Linked DNA regions of Mus musculus: region 2 is linked to region 1. The links are chromatin contacts, called in public Hi-C maps. All regions are on one chromosome and are shown on one strand. The core of a region is the stretch at or near the end of the contact, and the rest is flanking DNA. Distances in the headings are between cores, read along the strand shown. Region 1 overlaps Adk (adenosine kinase). Region 2 overlaps Adk (adenosine kinase).

Region 1 (5,119 bases), core at 659-3,158:
AAGTAGTTATTTGCATAAAGGGGAGATGTTGCTAATAATTTTTGCTTTGCTGAATGTTACATATAAAGTTAATTTTCCTCGTAGGAGATACGAGGCTGTTTCCACTCATTTCTGTTGCATTATAAATGTCTCATTTTATGGTCTCTCTAGTGCTGACATTTTACTGCTCCTTTTGAAATAGTTAAAAGTCGTATGTATTTCGTTTCTGTTGGTTTGATGTAAGTCTCCTTACGTCACTTTGCTGTTTGATTATCTTGCCAGTTGTCACGCAAGCACTTGCTTATTCACATACAGTGCGGTTCTCAGTTTACAAAAAAACCTTTGGTCAGTTGGCTTGGTGTTTGGAGTATGTGTGCTTCAGCCCAGTAGTTGTCTACAGTAGTAGTGGGCTACAGTAGTAGTGGGCTACAGTGAACCTCTTGCAGGGTTTTTACCATGCTTACTCCCTCTGCAGAGAGTGCTGGGGTGTCTCCTCTAAACAAGCACTTGGTACACTGGGAAAAAAAAAATAGAAGAAAAGGTAGCTGTGGATGTGGCTCTGCTGCAGAAGGCTCCCCTCGTATGTGTGAGATACTGCAAAAGACTATTCCCCCCCATCTCACAAGAAATTCAAAGTAGGAAAATGCTCATGAAATAAGGTCAGAAGGAAATTAAACATTTTGTATACAGCAGTACAATATATTTTGTGTCTTAAGTTAGTACAAAGAAGAAAATTAAATATAAAAGTTGATAGTAATCTGAATGTTATTAAAAGAATAAATTGGGCTGGAAAGGTGGCTCATCAGGTGGTAAGGCCCTTGCCACAAAGCCTCGTGACCTGTTCAGTTACAGGGACTCACATGACAGAAGCAGAGAACCATATTCCACAAGCTGACTTCTGATCTCCATCCTTATGTTGCAATATCTGCATGCCCACACATGAGCAAACACACACACACACACACACACACACACACACACACACACCTAAAGATGAAAATAAAGGCTTTTGTAACATAGTGGGCTGTGTTAAGCAGTTCTAAAACACAGTGTGTCTGACTCAGCACTCAAAACTCACCCACTGTCTCTCTCACAGTAACTTCCAATGTTGCATGCTCCATTGGTGAGGACAGCACCATATTTTGTCTTTCGTATTGTATTTTTATGGTATCTTTTCTATAAATACCTCCAGTTGCATTGTAGCTGCCTGCAGTATTCAATAGTATAATATGTTACGCATGATTATAGTCTGGGAGCAGATAGCCAATTCATGCACCTAGATTTGTAGCAGGCTGTTCCTTCTGATTAGATAACTCTAGTGTTGCACAGTGACAAAAATCTCCTTATATGTTTTTCTGAATACATCCCATCATTAAGCCGCACATGAGTCCTCTGAACCTCTAATTTTTGGTCAACATCAAAGCCAAAGCGTCGTTAACAGGGGAACAATCTTCAGTACCACAGCAATTAACACCCTGGCAAAGGCTCTCAAACGAGTTCAGATACATCACTGCATTGGCTCTTGGAGACTTGAGCAAAACTGTTGCCCATTTTAACTGTAGAGATGGCAGCTGCATGGCATTCAATGGAGCAAGCCATCAAAGGGTTAGAAATGAGGACCCTGCATCACAGAGAAGTTGTGTGAAGGCTTTCTTGTTCTGCAGGTTGGATTTGATGACATAGGATCTGTATCAATCTGGTCTCCATAGTGTAGCTCGAAGTGTAAATGCTAGGGGGCAGCACTTGACTACTCTGGCAAGGGAGAGTATGTTAGTTTCCTGTTGCAGCTGTAACAAACCCCCAGGACTTAACGCTCTATCTTATGAACCCTTTATAAAAAGCTCTGTCTTCTCATGAACCCACAGTTCCTTAGTTCAGAAGTGTAATACAGTCCCTCACTGAGCCGGTTTCTGCTCTAGGTTGTTTTTTTCCCTCCCAACCCCACACCTTGGCAAAGGAAACTCAGTTGCCCAAGCTTGCCCCAAACTTCCCATCCTCCCAGCTGTGCTCCACGGTTCATTGGCTGCAGTAGTGATGTTAGAACTGTGGTCCTCTCTTGGCACTCCAGGGACGGCTGCTTCGAGGCTTGTTCACGATGATGGCTGAATTTGTTTACTTTGAATTAATCTTCTCTTTCTTATTTTTGTTTTAACATTCTCTTTTTAGATAACTTAATCTGACCTTCAGCCCACTCTATTACATATATGCTTTTCCTTCTCTCAGACTCTCTCTTAAGGCATCAGCTTCCTCCTCCTTGTCTTCTTTGTGTGTGTGTATGTGTGTGTGTGTGTGTGAGAGAGAGAGAGAGAGAGTCTGTGTGTGTGTGTGTGTGTGAGAGAGAGAGAGAGAGAGAGAGAGAGAGAGTCTGTGTGTGTGTCTGTTTGTCTGTCTGCCTGTCTGTCTGCCTGTCTGTCTGTCTGTGTCTATGTGTTGGTTTGGAGATAGGATACCTGCTATGTAACCCTGGCTGACTTAAACTTGATCTCAAACTGGCAATCCTCCCACCTTGGCCTTTTGAGCAGTGGGAGTACAGCAAGAATATTCCCACATGCCTGACTTGTTTTCTTTGTATCTTTTTTCAGCAACTCAACAATATGAAGTGTAAGTACTAATTAATCTCTCTTAGATTTCCAGTACTTACAGTTGTCATTCTCCTCCTTTCGTTTAATGGTGCTGCTAATATTCTAGTGTGATATTAAGTAGTAGCATGCACCTCTGTTGGCTCCCATAGAGTGGGAGTTGTGGGTGGTGGGAACTGTACTCTGGCCCTCTGGAAGAGCAGCAAGCACTCCTAGCCCGGAGCCATCTCCCTACTCTTAACTCTTGGTGCTTTAGAAACATATTTTCAAAATTTGGGCATCTTGGATTATTTTTTATAAATGTAATCCCAAAGTAATCTATGTTATATTTTTTTAACTTTTGAGAATTTTTTAAATACTTCTTTGTATTATTAATATTCAAAGTATGTAGCCTGGTAAAATGTCTCAGCAAGTAAAGTTTCATGCTTGCAAGCCTGAGACCTGAGTTGATTCTTCAGGTCTCACACAGTGGAAGGAGAGAATTCAACCTTTACATGTAAGCCATGGTACATTCGTGCATACAAGCATGCATGCATGCAGTAATTGAATAGTAGTATTTTAAAAGATTCAGAGAGTGAGAAAGACTTAACATTTAAAAAACAAATACTTTATTTTCTCCCTTAAATTTAAAATAGACTTGGTTCTTGTTTCATGGGTGCAGTACTTACCTGCATTTCTCTGAGAATGCTAAGTGGTTTTTTTTTTTCTTTCTCTTTTGTTCCATGGTGTCTTATTTTTCTCCAATTTTCCATTACTTTTTAGATTTGATTTTCTCTTTCTCAGCAGTTGCATTCAAATGTATGGTGATCTTAGCCTTTTTGTTTAATAGAGGGACATTAAATGACATTAATTGCATGGGGTAGGCCTTGTCAACTCAGTCACTGTTAAAAAGTTTTGTAGTGATGTTTCTTTATGTTGATGTTTGGTTGTTTCTTTGATCACCTTGGATCTAGGATGGTATTGTTCCTTGCCGTCTAAGATCCAAGAAGGAGAATAAAATGGAAAGTTCTAGTTTAGCTTGCCAAGTCTGTGTTAGCCTTTCTGCTACTGAAACATTTTTCTGTTGTCAGTTTATCTTTTGTAGATAGAGGCACTGTAGTCTGTACTGTAGGATGGACAGCCACCGTATTGCATACAAATGTTAGAAGGGAGCCTCAGAGTTTAGCTGCTTTTTAAACGTTGATGGTCTGCTTTCACTCTCTTTGTTTGGTTTGGTTTTGGCTCGGTCTTTCTATGCAGCCTTGGTCGTTCTGGACCTCATCCATACTGTACCTGGCTTTGCCTCCTGAGTGCTGGGACTCAAGGCGTGCTCCACCATGTCTGGCATTTAACCACTCTGTTGTTAAAGATCCCAGTGCCACCCACCTATGTGCCTCCTTTGGGTGGGATAACAATGTAAGTTTGTTTGCATTCTGGATTTCTTCTGGGCTTCTCTCGTCAGACTTAGAGCTCAGGATTCTTGATTCTCATGAATTAATCACTGCTGTTCTGTTTTCCCCTGTCCGGTGTCGCTATTACTTTCTTTGCTGTTAAGTTTAACCTTGAGAGTAGTTCTACTGATGATTTAGGCGCAATCAAAAACTATACGAGTCGAATTCTTTGGTATAACTGCCCATATCCAAACAGTTTTAATTTTTTCCTTGAACATTTGCAAATTGGGCTTTTATAGAGTCAGGTAATCTAATTGACATACCAAGGGTTGTAAAAAGTATGTGTGGATGTCATTTGTAGCAGGTAAAGAAAATCATAGCTGGTGAATGGCTGTGTAGTGCGTGAGGGTGGCGTTGACTGGCTGCCCGAGCTTGTGTGCATCAGATAGCCTTGTCCTTTAGGAACTGCTGTAATGGCTCTTTTTCTTCAGGTACTAAATCTGAACGAATACATACCAATCATGACCATTTTATTCCCTTTATATGCTATTAAATAATGACTCACCAATAAAACTTGATGAAATTCATTGAGAACATTTTGAGTGTGTATTGGGGTAAAAAAGCACAAGAAAGTAAAAGACATTTTTTTCCTGTAATCTTTGGACAGGGTGTAAAGACATACTTTTAACTAGTGTAACTATTCTGAAACTGTTAGACCAGAGGCACCACAGAAGGGAGAAGCTTAGGTCTGTGAGGATAGCATTGAACATCAAGGTAGCCCTGGAGCCCCCCACCCTGCAGCGCTAACTGATGCCTCCCACTGACTTAGGACAACGATCAAAATAATTATTGGTACTGTTATCCAAAAGAAGCCCTGAATAAATAAATGTTATAAGGTTCAATTTACATAACTGTAAAAATCAAAAATCAAGTTTTGAAACATTAGTAACTATTGGTTTTAATAAAGCAAGCTAACTTAGAAACTTATATCATATCCTTCCATTATTTCTGATTTTGTCCATAACTTTGTGAACCTGATTTCTTTTGTTGTTGTTGTTGTTTGATAAAGTTGGTCCTTTTTGCCTTTTGTTTTGGTTTAATTTGTTTTGACCTGACATTTTAACAAATGGAACTCCTTGGACTGATTAAAAACGCATTTTATTTGGCGAACGATATGTATTCTTCACAAAG
Region 2 (5,119 bases), core at 1,120-3,619, 300 kb after region 1:
TCACTGACCTCCAGTAGTGGTGCTGCGAAGGAAGGCTCTATAAATAGATCTATTTGCATACTTTATCATGCTTTCTCTTCTAGATGGCTTTCAAGTATTCCCTACAAGATGATCCGTGTTTTCCCTGACTGCTGCTTCCTAACTGATCCACATTCACTCTGTCCTATACTCCACTCCATTTTCTTATAGCCAAAATAATAAGTTTAGAGAGAAATTCAGTTGTTTCTCTCATGGTTCTATGGACAGTGGCTCCATATTGGTTTGACACAATGGTCTAATAGAACTCTGTGACCTTCTTCCCTGTCTCTTCCCCTAATCTTAGCTGCAAGCTCTGTGTATACCGCTCTTCTTTCTGGCCTTAAATACTTTGCACAATTGAACTATAAACGGGAACTCAGAGTAGGTCTGTGGTGGGCATGTGTGATACAGAAGCCACTGTTCCAAGCACAGCGCTCTAAGAAGCATCCTAGGATGCTCCAGGGGCCTCTGCTGAATCTCTCTGGTAACATTTTCTCTTTACTTCTGCCAAAATCGCCTAACTGGAGGTCCTATAATCAGAGCGCAGCAGTATGAGACCATATCACAGCACAAACCTTCAAATGCTCTCCTTGTTGCTTGGCTTGCCGTGCCTTCAATACCACTGATCTTATATTGTTCTCCAACATGGACTTTGCTCTAATGCTTCCCTATTTTCTTCTGTATATAATGTCCATCTCTCACAGCACCCACCAAGGCTCTGTTCATGACACCTCCTCCAGGAATCATTTCTTGATTTCTTCGGATACAGATTTTTTTTTCTCCTGAAGCAGAATAATCTAAGACACTCTATATTATCTATCTTTGAATTCTTTGGTATGTAGCCCAGTACCTAGATATCCAGATATACAACCTTTGCAAAACTAGAGCCTTTGAGTTACAGTCTCTCCTGCTATATGGCATCTTGGGTCTGGTGTCTACTGGTGCAGGAGATGAGAAGGTTAAGCAGGCGGGAGTATGCACCAAAGTTGACACTAAATGGCAGGCATCTTTGTGTTTGTTTGTTTGTTTGTTTGTTTTAAAGCAAGTTCCCCAGGCATAGTATTGTGTACCTTTAATTCTAACACCAGAACTCTGTGATCAGGGACACCCACAACCAGATACAAAGGAAAATCAGGGAAACTCAGTAGCCCAGACCAGCCTGGAGTTCACTATGTAACACTCAGCTACCACACCCAGCTTCTAAAGGGCAGGTGTCTTTTTTTAAAAGCAAAAGACTAAATTGACCTGGAAATGACAGAGAGCAATGTGTGTGTGCGCACATGTAGACAGGCTATTGCTTGCTAAAATATCGTATCGGGTTTGCTTTAATTGCATGGTGATGCCTTTAAGAACAAAGGTAATTACATGATAACTTGTGTTACTGCTCCCACATTATCTCTTAATAACTATGTAATTAACTTGTCACTACTGTACAATGTGAAGTTTGATATTACTTACATATAAAGAGCATCGATAACTTCAGTGAACAAGCTGGAGTGAGGCCAGGGACAGAGGCAGTGAGGAAATCACCACATCAGAGCAGTCAGGAAAGCAAAGGATTAATTAGATCGTTGGACCTGTCCAGAGGACTGAAACCAAAGCCACAGCCAACAGCTGCAGAGCTGGGGTTGAGTCATGTGACCTTCTGAAGCTACCGAGCCTGCAGCTGAGAGGATGCTGAGAAGGTTGAGGAGCCGCTGGGGTTGGGTACAGTGCAGAGGCCCTGCACTCTCTGCTGTTTGGAAGAGTTTCTCTTTAAGTAAACATGGGGGAGAGGGCTTGTTTGGTTGTGGTAGTTGAGACAGGATCTTACTATGTCTTCTAAGGTAGACTTGTCCCTGCCTCAGTCTTCTGGTGACTAGGATCACAAGCCAGCACCACTAGGCCTGAATCAACATTAAAAACAATAATAAAGGGAAAATCAGCCAGATGAGGAGGCAGGCACCTGTAAGCCCTTGGGAAGACCAGGGATCCAAAGCTATCTCAGCCAGAGACAGACAGACAGAGTCACACAGACAGACAGACAGAGACAGAAAGAGACAGAGAGAGGCAGAGACACACAGACAGATAGACAGACAGAGAGAGACAGAGAGAGGGAGAGTCAGAGTCACACAGACAGAGACAGACAGAGAGACAGAGATACAGAGAGAGACAGAGACAGAACATACCTAGGACCAACTAGGGCCATGTGAGATACTGTCTAAAACAGAGAGGAAGACATTTCTCATCTCGTTTCACCAGCATCTTGAGTTTGTGTGTGTGTCATACATGGCAAAGATGTGCAGCCCCAGAAACTCTGATTCACTGCTGGTGAAAATGAAAACTAGGATGGCCACTTGGGAATACAGTCTGGCAGTTCCTTACACACTACACATATGCTTACCATATGATCCAGCAATTGTGTTCCTTGGCTGCCCAAATGAGCTGAAAACTTATGTCTGCACAAAAACCTGTACACAAATGTGTATAGCAGTTTTACCCATAAATGACAAGACTAAGAAGCAACCAGCATGCTCTTCAGCCTGTAGGTAAATGAGTACGCAAGCCATGGTCTATGCTACTCAATATGACCAAGCCAGTAAGAGGTGGTAAATGGGGCTGCAGTGATAAGTCACTGGTTAAGAGCACTGGACACTCTTGCATAGGACCCAAGTTTGATGGCACTTCACAACCCTCCATGATTCCTGGACCAGGGGATCTGATTCCCTCTTCCGGCCTCCAAGGGCACCAGGCACATGGCAAATAACTATACACACGGGCAATAACACGGTACACATAAAAATAAATTTTCCAAAAGAAGAAATAAGTGAATGGGGCTGACAAAGTGGCTCACTGTGTAAAGGTGCCTGCCGTGGGGCCTCTGAGTTCAATACCCAGATCCATATGGTCCAAGGGGAGAACTGACTCCAGCAAATTGTCCTCTAACCTCCACATACTCGCCATGGCACAACACACTTAATGTAAAAAAATATATTTGTAAAGTAGTCAGTTTTATGTTACATATATTTTTCAAGGTGCAGGCATCTTAGAAGCTTGGTATGGTGCACATGCCTTCAATCCCAGCGCTAGGGAGGCAGAAGTAAGTGGATCACACTGAGTTGGAGGCCAGCCTGCTCTACATAGGTTGTTCCAAACCAGCCAGAGCTACACAGTAAGGCCCAATCTGAGGGCTGGGAGGGGGGCGCTTAGGCTGTTAATTCATTCACATTATAAAGGAATTCCCTCTCATTTTTAAATATAAATATGAACATTAGGTAAATTTATACATTCTTTATGATTAATAAAGACTACTTCGTGAAGGCCCCACCTCTAATTGATTATGCACTATCTGTAGTTCATCTTTGCTAGGTTTTAAGAATAGATTATTGAAAAGCTGAGACTCTGCAGGGTCCAAAGGTCTTCGCTTTTGTTGGCATCCAGGTTTTCCTTGTCAGAGTAAATGGGACTTCAGTGCACAGCCACGCATCCGTCAGCTGGCTCTCCTCTCAGAAGGAGGGTGCCAGCACTTAGCCTCACAGAATGTTCCACAACATGAGCTTTTCTCACAAAGATCATGGCAGGAAGAATGAGGAAAACAGATGTTGCTCATAAGGGTTCTAATAGATGTGTTTCCATTGTAAGCTGATCGCACTCTGAACCTGGCGTCTGCCCCATTCGCTGTGTGGGCTGAACATTTCAGTCTCAGAGTTTGGCAGAAAGTTTATACTGACCTTTGCCTGTTACCTGTAAACCGTGAAAAAAAATACTCTTGAGAGAATGAGTTCACATTCTTCCAAAGGCATCATTCTATTAGCCAAATTAATTCTCTTCTGTAATTGGGCAAACATTTTATCACCTACGGAGCATTTCCCAGGCCTGGCCAGGGAAAAGAGGAAGGGCATCAATCTGGTGTGCTCTCTGCAGGCCGTGGTAGCCCAGCTTCACATTAACCTCCAGCTCCACCCTGCACCCTAGGCTGCCTGGGCCTCAGGGAAGGCCGGAAGTCCACTAGCACAACAGTTTCTCATTATCCTGTCCTGAATATTTGAGCTCAGAGACAGCTCAGGTTCCCCAGAGGCAGTAGCACAGGTTTTTCTGGTTTTGATCTATCTTATTAGTGACTACACCTTTTTCCTTCCTTCCTTCCTTCCTTCCTTCCTTCCTTCCTTCCTTCCTTCCTTCCTTCCTTCCCTCCCTCCCCCCTTCCCTCCCCTTTCCTCCCCTCCTCTCCCCTCCCCTCCCCACCCCTTCCCATCCCTTCCCTTCTTTCCTGTCCTTCCTTCCCGTCCTGTCCTTTCTCTCCTTTCTTCTGTGTTAAAGTTCTGTTTTATAAACTTTGACATGCAGTGTGCCCTTCACTGTGGGCACACCCACCATCCCATGCCTGTCCAGAACTCTTTCCTGCCCCCACTCAGACATTCGGATTTCCTCCCCTGGAAACTGTCAGACACAGCAAGGCTGCTGTGAGCACTCATTTACAAGTCCAGGCGCATCTGCATTCATTTACCCTGAGCAAACATCTGGAGATAGGATGACTGAGGCATAGAGTAGGTAAATTTAACGTTTTCAGACAATATTTGTTTCTATTTTGTATGTATGAGTGCTTGCCGGCACCTATGTCTGTGCACCACACATGTGCTTAGTGCCCTAGAAGGCCAGAAGAGGGCATTGGAGCCCTTGGAGCTAGAGTTAACAAACAGTTACAAGTTGCCATGTGGGTGCTGGGAATGGAACCATGGTCTTCTGGAAGAACAGAAAACTTGCATTTTTAACCACTACGCCATCCATCTCTCCAGCCCCAAAGTTAACTTTTTCAGGCACTGATGAATTTCCAAAGTGGTCTTATCATTTTACATTCCGAGGGCTGGTAAGATGGTTCACTGGGTCAAGGCACTTGCTTAGCAAGCCTGACAACTTGCACTCAGTCCCTAAACTCAAAGATGGAAGGAAAGAACCAACTCCACAGGTTGTCCTCAGAGGCCCCCGTGTGCCCGCACAGGTCATACACTCAAGCAATGATAATAACTGAAGCCTCCTTAACATTCCCTAAGCCAGAGTGCTCAAGGTCTGGAGGATGCACACCCTTGCCCTGGCTCCGTGCAGATCGTCTTGCTGATGTTGC

Evidence for each region. A called contact is a pair of places that touch in the nucleus more often than the background predicts.
Region 2: a contact with region 1 is called in a Hi-C map of the P5424 cell line, with 2.6 times the contacts expected there. The contact joins two enhancer-like sites. A contact is called at or near these places in 12 of 39 promoter capture datasets (the 3T3-L1 cell line, the C10 cell line, the HPC-7 cell line and 8 more), 1 of 15 datasets of contacts at CTCF or cohesin (large pre-B cells), 21 of 484 Hi-C or Micro-C datasets (the G1E-ER4 cell line, the HPC-7 cell line, the N1E-115 cell line and 12 more), 2 of 115 datasets of contacts at active chromatin or transcription factors (bone marrow-derived dendritic cells and pancreatic cancer cells) and 1 of 9 other capture datasets (embryonic stem cells).

What each region holds. Positions count from the first base shown.
Region 1 is chr14:21,141,938-21,147,056 of GRCm38.p6, forward strand. The region is part of intron 3 of Adk (adenosine kinase); the gene reads left to right. Among named protein-coding and RNA genes, the nearest start is that of Adk, 92 kb to the left of the region's middle. Within about 2 kb of position 1,909, at least 26 of the 459 cell types and tissues checked have an H3K27ac peak or open chromatin away from gene starts, as enhancers often do. A contact at or near this core is called in the N1E-115 cell line and the P5424 cell line, where this site is marked.
Region 2 is chr14:21,438,367-21,443,485 of GRCm38.p6, forward strand. The region is part of intron 10 of Adk (adenosine kinase); the gene reads left to right. Among named protein-coding and RNA genes, the nearest start is that of Gm52152, 22 kb to the left of the region's middle. Within about 2 kb of position 2,370, at least 46 of the 459 cell types and tissues checked have an H3K27ac peak or open chromatin away from gene starts, as enhancers often do. A contact at or near this core is called in the N1E-115 cell line and the P5424 cell line, where this site is marked.